Linked DNA regions of Anas platyrhynchos: region 1 is linked to region 2. The links are chromatin contacts, called in public Hi-C maps. All regions are on one chromosome and are shown on one strand. The core of a region is the stretch at or near the end of the contact, and the rest is flanking DNA. Distances in the headings are between cores, read along the strand shown. Region 1 holds the start of SPDYA (speedy/RINGO cell cycle regulator family member A). Region 2 overlaps KCNK12 (potassium two pore domain channel subfamily K member 12).

The links. Hi-C and Micro-C count contacts between places; a contact is called where the count stands out from the background.
Region 1: a contact with region 2 is called in a Hi-C map of small yellow follicle, with 2.8 times the contacts expected there. The contact joins the promoter of SPDYA here to the enhancer-like site in region 2. A contact is called at or near these places in 3 of 8 Hi-C or Micro-C datasets (liver, skeletal muscle and small yellow follicle).

The regions. Positions count from the first base shown.
Region 1 is chr3:18,706,551-18,711,510 of IASCAAS_PekinDuck_T2T, reverse strand. SPDYA (speedy/RINGO cell cycle regulator family member A) reads right to left here and starts at 1,937. Exons shown (of 12, transcript XM_072035460.1): 1 at 1,811-1,937; 2 at 546-782. It overlaps EPCAM (epithelial cell adhesion molecule), which reads left to right and starts at 1,330. Exons shown (of 9, transcript XM_027453624.3): 1 at 1,330-1,691; 2 at 2,142-2,246; 3 at 2,876-3,116; 4 at 3,427-3,492; 5 at 4,480-4,543; 6 at 4,895-4,960. The coding sequence starts at 1,628.
Region 2 is chr3:18,637,950-18,642,863 of IASCAAS_PekinDuck_T2T, reverse strand. It overlaps KCNK12 (potassium two pore domain channel subfamily K member 12), which reads right to left. Exons shown (of 2, transcript XM_038176445.2): 2 at 1-4,105. The coding sequence ends at 3,210. Among named protein-coding and RNA genes, the nearest start is that of KCNK12, 17 kb to the right of the region's middle. Within about 2 kb of position 1,318, at least 3 of the 8 cell types and tissues checked have an H3K27ac peak or open chromatin away from gene starts, as enhancers often do. A contact at or near this core is called in small yellow follicle, where this site is marked.

The DNA.
Region 1 (4,960 bases), core at 688-3,187, 68 kb before region 2:
GTCATTGAAAACTGTACCAGAAGAGTATTAATAAGCCACTCAAAACTGCAAGAAGAATTAAAAAAAAATAATAAAATAAAAATGGAGAAGTCTCATTCAGACCGTACTAGGAGCAGACTTAGAGAACAGTCATTTAACTCAGACCCATCAGAGAGAGCTCCTCGATTTCAGCGGGCCGTTGTGGACTACAGTAAATATGAAAACGGAGATGCAACACAAACTTAGCACACATAGAGACAAAATGGCACAGACCGCTAACCTGTGCTTACTTTCAGAACATGCAAAGGTTTTAAACCGTTTCATTAACTGAGATTTGCATGTAAAAGGAGTGGCAATGCGTTTGTATTGTACAGTGAATATCAACACTGGTAAGAGGAAGTTTCAACTGTCCTTGAAAATACCGATTTCTCATAAATGCAAGTTGTCATTGTTTTTCTCCTTTCCTAAAATAACTTAGTTTTCAGGACACTGGTATATCTTTCAGAAAGATTTTTTTAAGCTGAATTAATACATTCAGAAAAGATTCAGAAAAAGGCGTACCACACCTTATTTTTGTTTTACATTTTGGCATCCCTTTTCCACTTCGGAGAGTAATTCTAAAACCAGCAGCAAGCTTCCCTACCTTTCATCTTCTGTAACATTGCCAGGGCTTTTGCACTACCTACAGTTTCACAGGTTCCTGGTAAGCTGCACTGCTCAGGGACATGGTACCGAAGACTTTGATTTCTCAACGAGGAAAGTGCAGACAGTCCCGTACCAGAGAGATTCGCTTCAGAGCAGTCCTAAAGGGGAGTAACCAAGCATATACAGTAGTGTTTTAGGGGGGGAAATAGAACGATCCTTGAGAAAGTGTGCTCTGCATAGACAGGTGCCTGGTTTTTTGCTAAGCTAACTCCGGGATTATCGGGATTTCTGTTAAAGGCTCATAGAAAAAGAGTTCAGCCGGCACCACCGAGCAGAATTAATCATTAAACATCGCTATCTACCGCTGCTCCTCGGCCCGGCGGAGGTGGGCTGCGGGAGCAGGGGGTGGCAGCGCGACCCCCCGGGGGGGCACGAAACACCTCAGGGAGGGAACCAAAAGGGCGAGGCGGGGCCGGGGAGCCCCGGACACACTCGGACACACACACACGCCTTCCCGGGACTTCTCCCGGTGACTAACAGTTTCTCCTCGTCGTCGGGGGCGGCTGCCTGCTGCCACCACCCCCTCCTCCCCCCGCCGGCTCGGGGCAGCGCGGTTTCGTCCCCTCTCCCTCCCTCCGGGCCGCACCTCGGGGCGCTCCCCTCGGCCGCCCCGGAAGGGGCTATATTTGGGCCGGGGCAGGGAAAGGGAGGGCGCTGAGCTCAGGCTCGCCCTGCTCCATCCAGTTTCGCCCAGGTGCGGGGGGGAGGGGGCGGTTTAACAACGCCCGGCTGCCCGGGGAGGAGGTGCTGCTGCCGCCCTCTGCGCCTCGCAGGTGTAACCGGAGCCAGGAGGGCGCGGCGCGGCCATCCCCTGCCGAACCTGTCGGGCGGCTCACATCGCTCCCCGCCGCGCAAGCAGCGCTCTCTCTCCCTCTTTCTCCCCAAACCCGCTCCTCCGAGGCTTTCTCCCCGGCCTCTCCGCGCCCCACCGCCGGCCGAAGCCATGGAGCCGCTCCGCGGGGCTGCGCTCCTGCTGCTGCTCTGCGCCGCTGCCAGCGCCCAGAACGGTGAGTGCCTGCCCCGCGCCCCTCGTCTCGCCCCACGCCTTCCCCGCTAACCCCAAACGGGGCCCTCGACCCCACTGAGGGCGACCCCGCTCGTTCCCCGCGGAGCCGCCCCCACGAACCGGGGCGGTGGGCGCCCCGCTCCGCCCGGCCCCTGGCAGCGCCACAAAATGGCGCCCCCGCTGAGGCAGGGGCTGCCCGCGGGCGGGAGGGTGCCCGGTCTGTCGTGTCCCTCTCCCCCGACGGCTCTCCCCACGGTTTGGGGTGCCCAGCAGCAAAAAAGGGCCGGAGCCGGTCCTGGGGCTTCGAGGGGAAAGTTCTCGCCCAACGCTGGAGCCGCGGGGTGGCTGCGGGTGAGGGGCGGCTGTGGCTCCCCTCCTCGCCCGCGGGGTCAGCCTCCGCCCGGCCTCGCCTTCGGGAGCATCCGCGCTCATGGCTGTGTGTCTCTTCCAGAGTGTGTTTGCGAGAATAACAAGCGTGTCACCGACTGCAAGTTGTCTAACGGCGTCTGCCAGTGCAGCTCCATCGGCTCCGGTATCACCGTCAACTGTAATACTCGTGAGTACAGCCCGCTTGTCCTCTGTGGGTTTTAACCTAGGAGCTCTCACTACTATGGGGATCCTAAATAAAAGTGCCAGGTACCGTGTAAGAGGGGGTATGTGACCGTGCGCAATGAGCTCCTGGCAAGTAACGACGGCAAGGGAAGGGAAGAAAGATTCTTCCTGGTCTTCTAGGTCAACTGGCAATGAACAATGAGCGCGTCTGATTCCTGCTGCGTGACTCCAGTTCCCTGATCTCTTTCACTATCTGATCCTTGCCTAACGAAAAGGGTTTCTCAAACGTTAATTTTTTGCTTCCTTCTAAGCACATATCGTGACTTTTCCTATGAATTTAGGGGTGAAAGAGCCTTTTCTAAAAGCCTTACTTCTTGGTTTGAGGTAGCCTGTAAATCTTTATCTGGGTGGAAGAAACCGAAACTGCCTAGACTTCTGCATTTGGCTTCAGAAGCTGATATACTCCAAACCATATTGGCTTTATTTATTACCTATACCTTTGGTATCTGATCTTTTTCCTTGAAATGGCTTCAAATGCAGTTGCTTCTGAAGTAACCATGTGGTTTTATGGAGTTTTGTTTTTGTGTGTGCATGGTCTGAAATTGTAAAATGTGACTTTCTGGTTATTTTTAGTGACATCAAAATGCTTGTTGATGAAAGCAGAAGTAAAAAGCACAAAATCAGGTCGTCGTGAAAAGCCAAAAGATGCGTTTGAAGATACTGATGGTCTTTATGATCCTGAGTGTGAAAACAATGGTGTCTTCAAGGCAAAGCAGTGCAATGGAACCACCTGTTGGTGTGTGAATACAGCTGGTGTTAGAAGAACTGACAAACATGACACAGACTTGAAGTGCAATCAATTAGTCAGAACAACGTAAGTCTTTTTAGCAGGGCGTGCTGTGACCTAAAAGCATTCCTGTATTAGGTTCTGCCTTACAGAGGATTTATCTGTGTGAGTGATACACTGGGACTGAATGAACATGGAGCAATAAGTACTTGTTTACTGCCTTTTTCCTTTGGAAACAATGAGATTTATGGGGAGAGGGGAGGAGATATATATATATATATATATTTTTTTTTTTCCTCCTCTCACTACTTCATTCACCTCCACCCCCCACATGGGATTAGATTCTTGGTGTACGTTGTTCATATGCATGTGTTTTTAAGAATATTCATTACTTCAGGTGGATCATCGTTAAAATAAAACATGCTGAAAGAGAAACTCCTCTGAACACTGAGTCTCTGAAGAAGTAAGTGACCTACTGTACTTCTAAACAACCAAGTGTTTAAAAGCATTGTCAAATGTGTGAACTAATTTATTTGTAAGACTTGTAAGTGACCTATAGGTCCTTCATAAAGCTTGCTTTAATTTTATTGGAAATTAACGGTTTAAATGGAAACCAATCACCATCATTTTTAAGTGGAAATGTACCTTTTAATCAAGTCAAGATAGTAAAGAAGATAATCAGGTGAAACTGCTCAAAAATGAAACTGATGGAGAGATAGAGGAGGGACTTCATAAAAGAAGTAGGAGACAAAACATCAGGCTAGCTATATTTCTTGGCTTAAATAAAATTCTTCTTGTCAAAGGTCATATAGCAAGAAAAATGTGCTTGTAGCTGTGAGGGTTTTTTTGCTTATTGCTAGAACAGAAGCTTCTGCTGTATTTGTGAACTCTCAAAACTATTTAAAGTCTTTTGATCTTCACCAGTGCAGTAATTGTTTGTTTTGCAGTAAGTGCAACTTCACTGTTGGGAATTAACAGAGCTCTGGTACCTCTTAATGAGTATGCTGGGCCTGGCTGGGGTGGAGTTAATTTTCTTTGTATCAGCCAATATAATGCAGTGTTAGTCTGGTCACCAAAACAGTGCTGATAAGAATCAGTTAGTTATAGTGTAAAGGTCTTGTCTGTCTCTCCCTCTGCTGCCTCAGTGAGTAGGTTAGGGATGGGCAGGAGGTTGGGAGGGGAAACATCCAAGACAGCTGACCTGAATTGACCAACGAGCTATCCCAGATCATATAACATCATGCTCGGCAATAAATAAGGTTTGGAGAGGGTGGTTCCAAAGTAGCTATTGCTTGGAGACTGGCTTGCATAGGTGTCAGCTAGGGTCAATCCCCCACAAACAGACTTGGGGGTGGAGGTAGTGGGGGGTGTAAATTGTACTAGTTATCTAAAAAGTGATGTGTAAAAAATACTACTGCTTTTAACAGTTGCGGTTGTAATATCCTTGTAGATTCTTCAAAGAAACAATTCCCAACCGTTATAAGCTGAATGGGCGCTATGTAGCCGATGTTACGGTAAGAAGCACGTTTTATTTTGTGACTAATTCACTAAAAACTTTCAGTGACTTTGAAGTTTTGTTGCATAAAGTACGGATCTCAATGGAGGCTTGCAAAATAGCTTAACTTATTGAACACAAGCAAATAACTATCTGAATTGAAAAATTGCATGTCTGTCTTCCTAGTTCATGTATGAATTCACTTTGCTTTATCAAAAATGTGAAATTTGAATTGTTCTATAAAAACTTTGCTTTAGAAGTACCATAAACTTGATTGAGAATGTCACCTCAAGTCAGATTGTATTTTGCTGCGTGTTTAGTAGTTGGGTCTAAATTAACCCCTTTAATTCCATACTGTCTTCTTTCCCAGTATGAGAACCCTTACATTTTTATTGATCTGAAGCAAAATTCCTCAGACAAATCTGCTGGAGAAGTG
Region 2 (4,914 bases), core at 69-2,568:
TCAGATGAGTTTAGGGATTTTTATGGAGTTTAGACACAAGCTAGAGGGTCCCTGTAGTTGAGTCATGTCACTATGTGGGGATCTATGCACTGCAACGAATGGGGCCATTGGTAGAAATCAAGGCATGTACCTTACATCCCTCTGAGGCTAAGGAGAAAGTTTTCAAGGATCTCAGGAGTAATGAGACACTGGACATAATTGCACACAGTAGCAATCAGATGTCCAAATCCCTTGGAGAACCCAGTTCTAAAAGCCAATCCAAGTTCCCCTGGTGTCAATAGGAACTGCAAAGGGTGCTACAATGCTCTTCCTCCGGGGTCCAGTCTAGCATCTAGATCAGATGAAGGCAATAAGAAACAGTAATGTGTAAATCAGAACTCAGTGGACTCAGAAAAGTGCAGCAATAGCAGAGCAGGTGTATGTACAACTGCATATTACTTCACATTTCCCAGGCAGGAGCAGGTAGTTTGAAAACAATTTACAAACGTTTAAACATGTCCCTAATCATAGCTATAATTCTCATTCTTTAAAAACAACTTACTGAAAAAATAAAACCCCTTAATTTGCAATTTTGCTATCATAAAAATGTGTCTCCTGGGCTCACAGAATGTTAATGCATTTGAACTCAGTTTTATAATGATAAACCTAAGTAATTCTGCTGGAATAAAGCCCATCTGCCTCTACTCGTGCTGCACTTCACACAGTGGGTTTCTCTTCAATGAGCTCAAGCAATGGCAAAGGTACTAAGGTACAATCCTAAGAGTGGCCTAGCTGCAAAGAGACAGCAGCACACCATACATGCTCTTAATAAGCTAATTCATAAATTGTAATAATTAAAGAGGTGTATCCTTGGAGATAATCCTGTGGGAAAGACCAAATTCATTTGCCTCTGCTGTCCCTAAAGATGGCCCCTGTGGCTCTGGAAGTCACCTTCCTGAACTGGGTCTTTGAGCTTTCCCCAGACCATGACCTGCACCTACACATCCTGCTTACAGTAATCCTTCAGGGGGCTTAAACTTAGCATGACAAACACTTTGACCTTTGCATGCTTCCTCAAAAGGCTGCACAAACGTAGCACCTGAGACAGACTGCACACACAGACACGTGCTGCTTTGGGGGTCTCTGTCACCAAGGAAGCTCCTGCCAGATGAATGCCTCTTGAATGCAGTCTCTGCCACGCCAAGTAATCTTAAATAGGACTTTGTATCAGGTAGATAGAGAATGCAAACATCATTGAGTGTTTTTGGCCATGTGAGAAACTAAGTTGTGTTTTTGCTGTAGAGAACTACAGCAAAAACACAACTGTTTTCTGTGTTCCAAGATAGTTGTGTAGTCATAATAAGGAGAAATGCTAAGTAGATAAGTGGACAGTAGAAGGCCTCACTGTTCCAAAATAAGGTAGCAGCTTGAGAAAAACAGGATGAGCAGTGTAAGAACAGTAAAACAAAGATCACAAGTTCTCAAAATATAAGAAAGGAGAAATTAAAGGGTTGAAAAAAAGAAAAAATGTACATATATGGTATAGAGGAGCGTCGAGTAGCTTGTGAACCTGTAGTACTCAGCCAATGAGGAAACAGGGGAGGTTATTAGGCATCGGGTAATAGGGAATAAAAGGTTATGATTTGCTTACTAAAATGCACTCCTGATTGACAGGACGCCCACCATTGCAATCGCGAATAAAATAGCTTCACAGAAGATCCTGTCTGAAGAAAATTATTTGAGATGTTTCTCACAGCCAGATGCATCTTGATAAAAGTTGTGACTATGTTTATGATATAAGAGCCACATGTGATGCTCTATCTGCTGCTCTGATTCCTTCTCCTTTAGACAAAATATACAGTCACTGCCATCCTTCAGCTGGCAGTATCAAGTGTGCAAAACCTTCATTTAAAAGTTAGTTTTCCAAGGTTAAATTCTGAAATGTTTTGCACTCCTACAAGTTAAAAAGAAAACAAAAAGAGCAAGACCCCAAACACATGCAAAACACAGTAACAATATGACACTCCACAGATGTATTTTCAAACATTTCTAATATTCCTAGTCTGTTTCCATTAGCTTTTTCATTATTTTTTTTTCAACAGACACCCTAGTAGTCATCACCTTGCCTAAGGCTTCAACCTTAAGTTGTATTTCTTTCTGAAATATACAGAAGCCTTCGTATTATCTATACATCTTTAAAGAAGTGGCACAGAACAGATAAATGATCCAGAGCAAAAGCTCCTTTGTATAACTTTCACAGTCAGGTTTGTGGAAAACAAGTACAGTGTTGGGGCCCTTGAAGAACTGCAAAGAAACTATTTGCATGATTCTGTGCAACAGTATTGTAGAAGTAGAGGATACAAATTTATGACAACAAAGAGAGCCTACATTCGCTTTATAAGACTGTTTCATGTAAAAGTAATGTAATTAGTAAACAGTTTAACTTACATTTCAGTGGTAATGCAAAGATTTGACACCAGAGATGAATACTGGCTTCTCTGGCATGTCTTCACTTATTCAGTAGGTAGGAATAGTTTTGCACATTTTCAACATGCTTCTTCTGACTGATAATCCCCTGACTTTTAATAGTTAGGTAGCACATAGTGGTTTAAACAAGACTAGCTGAAAAAAATCATTGACAGTCAGGAGAATTCAGTCAATTTGATCCTCTGCCATTGAGGTCAATAGGATTATTGAAGTGAAGCACAATCACCCTAAAGCTGGCATAACTGCAGTCACCTACATGTATGTTATATACAGGCCTTGTATGAGGAACCGCTGAAGAGCATCAAGTACAAAGTTCAGGGCCAGATCCAGACTTAAACAAGGTGAGATACTGGTTTAGCCAACCCTTATCCCCCAAGTTTTAATCTGGAACTGAATGTGCCCAGAATGCATTTTAACCCAGAGTATGGGTTGAGGTTATTTTCTGAGGAAGATGTTGGTTTTGGCAGCATCATAACCATGCACACCATTCTTCTGAACTTGCATCAGATTCTTCATCAAAGACACCCAAGTCCCTCCCAAAAACCTCTCTGGGGAAAATCACATCATTACAGTAAATATGTTACTGACTATTAGAGAATACATAAAAACTCGAGAAACCAAATTGCCAGATGCCCAATGAACACTGTCTGTTTCTGAATTTAAAACCTTCCAGTAGTTTACAGTGATAATTCCTCCTTAAATCACCGCTTTTATTAAGGAAACAAAAAGGCATTTCAAAAACTCTACCTACGATCACTCGTTTCTGCCAAGCGGTTGTTCATGATGGCTAGAGCACCCACCCCTGCAGAGAAACCATTTTGTCTCGTATTGATACAAACGTTTCTTGGGTAGCCATTGGCCGTCTCAGACAGCTGCTTTTGCAAAATGGCCAGGGAGACTTTGTTTGATGCCATGAGCTCCCGCATGGAGATCATCTCACCGGAGAGCCTCCTGCCCTCAGTGTCACTGTCGTACTGTCCATCAGCGTCCATTGAGATTTTATGCCGACGCAGGCGTGCTCCTGGTGTGATGGCGTTGCGACGTCCGAGGCGGGCACTTGATTTATGGCACTTTGGGCAACATCTGCATTCGAATTTTTTCAACACCCAGTTCAAGAGTTGCTTGATCATAATTGAGATGACGTTAAAAAGAGAGTATATGCAACATACTCCCATTAATATAAAGATGAAGTTTCCAAATCTGTATAATCCCTGATTTTGGTACACAGCATTTTGGCTGCTTACCAAATCTCCAAAGCCAATGGTGCTAAAGGTGACAAAACAATAGTACAAGGAGTCAATGTAGTTCCATCCTTCCACAAACGTGTACATCGCAGAAGCGCAGCAAGAAAGGGTGATAGCAAAAATTCCCAGAATCAGCATCACATGATAAACTGATGGCTTCCACCCGATGAGGCTGCCCACCCCAGCCATAGCTGACCCCCTTCGGAAGTTGGGAGGTAGGAGACCACTTCTTCGCAGCTGTCTCTCATGGCAAGCCTTCATTATGAATGCCAGGAGAGAGATAATGCGCTCCAAGAAGAGGTTGAAGAAAAGGATAGTCCCGGCACACCCAAACAGCCCATAAACGATGAGGAATACTTTTCCAGCCACTGTTGCTGGTGTGGTCATTCCAAAACCTAAGGTGTGAAGATAAATGAGCAATGTTAATGTCACAGTTTTTCATGCATGAGCTCAGGATTTATGTAACTTCTTAGGTCTTGTCTCACTGGACAAAAGAAAGAGTGCTATCTCAAAGTTAGATTAGGTCAACACAAAATCATATAAAGGATGAAGAAGACCCCAGAAAGCTCAACAAGATGATTAACATTCAAGAGAGAGTAAAAACTTCTTGCAGAGATGAAGGGCTGTATTTATAGTGACACTGTGGCCACTGGGAGAACACTGTAAATTCAAGTGGAAAGCATTCCTGAGCCCAAGCCATTTTGAGGTGAGATGAGGCAAGCAGGTCATCTCCCTGCTTTTATGTGTGTGAGCCAGCATGGCCTGCTGAAAAAGTTCTCTATTCAGAAGCTGTAAATCAGTGTAACACTATTATTATCAAAGTCTGATTACACCCCTGTGGCTGAGAAGATGGAAGTCTTCAGGTTGCATAATGGAAAACAAACAAAAAACTCACAAAACTTCTCAAAGATTGAATGTTATTCTAAGAATAATGCTGCTGTAAGATCTAAACCAAATCCCAGCAGAGCCTAGCCCACCTGGTACAATCAGAGAACAAAGGAAAAACATTTAATTCTGGTGTGATAGCTACATTGTAGTGCCACATGGCAGGCTGGGAATAGTACGGTCCTCCAGATACTTACATCAGGGTAAAACACCGCTGCACATTTCAACAAAACAAACCAAAAAATCACAGTATACAAAGTCTAGAAAGATCCAGCAACACTAATAGATAATGCACACATTGTTCTATTCAGTTTATTAT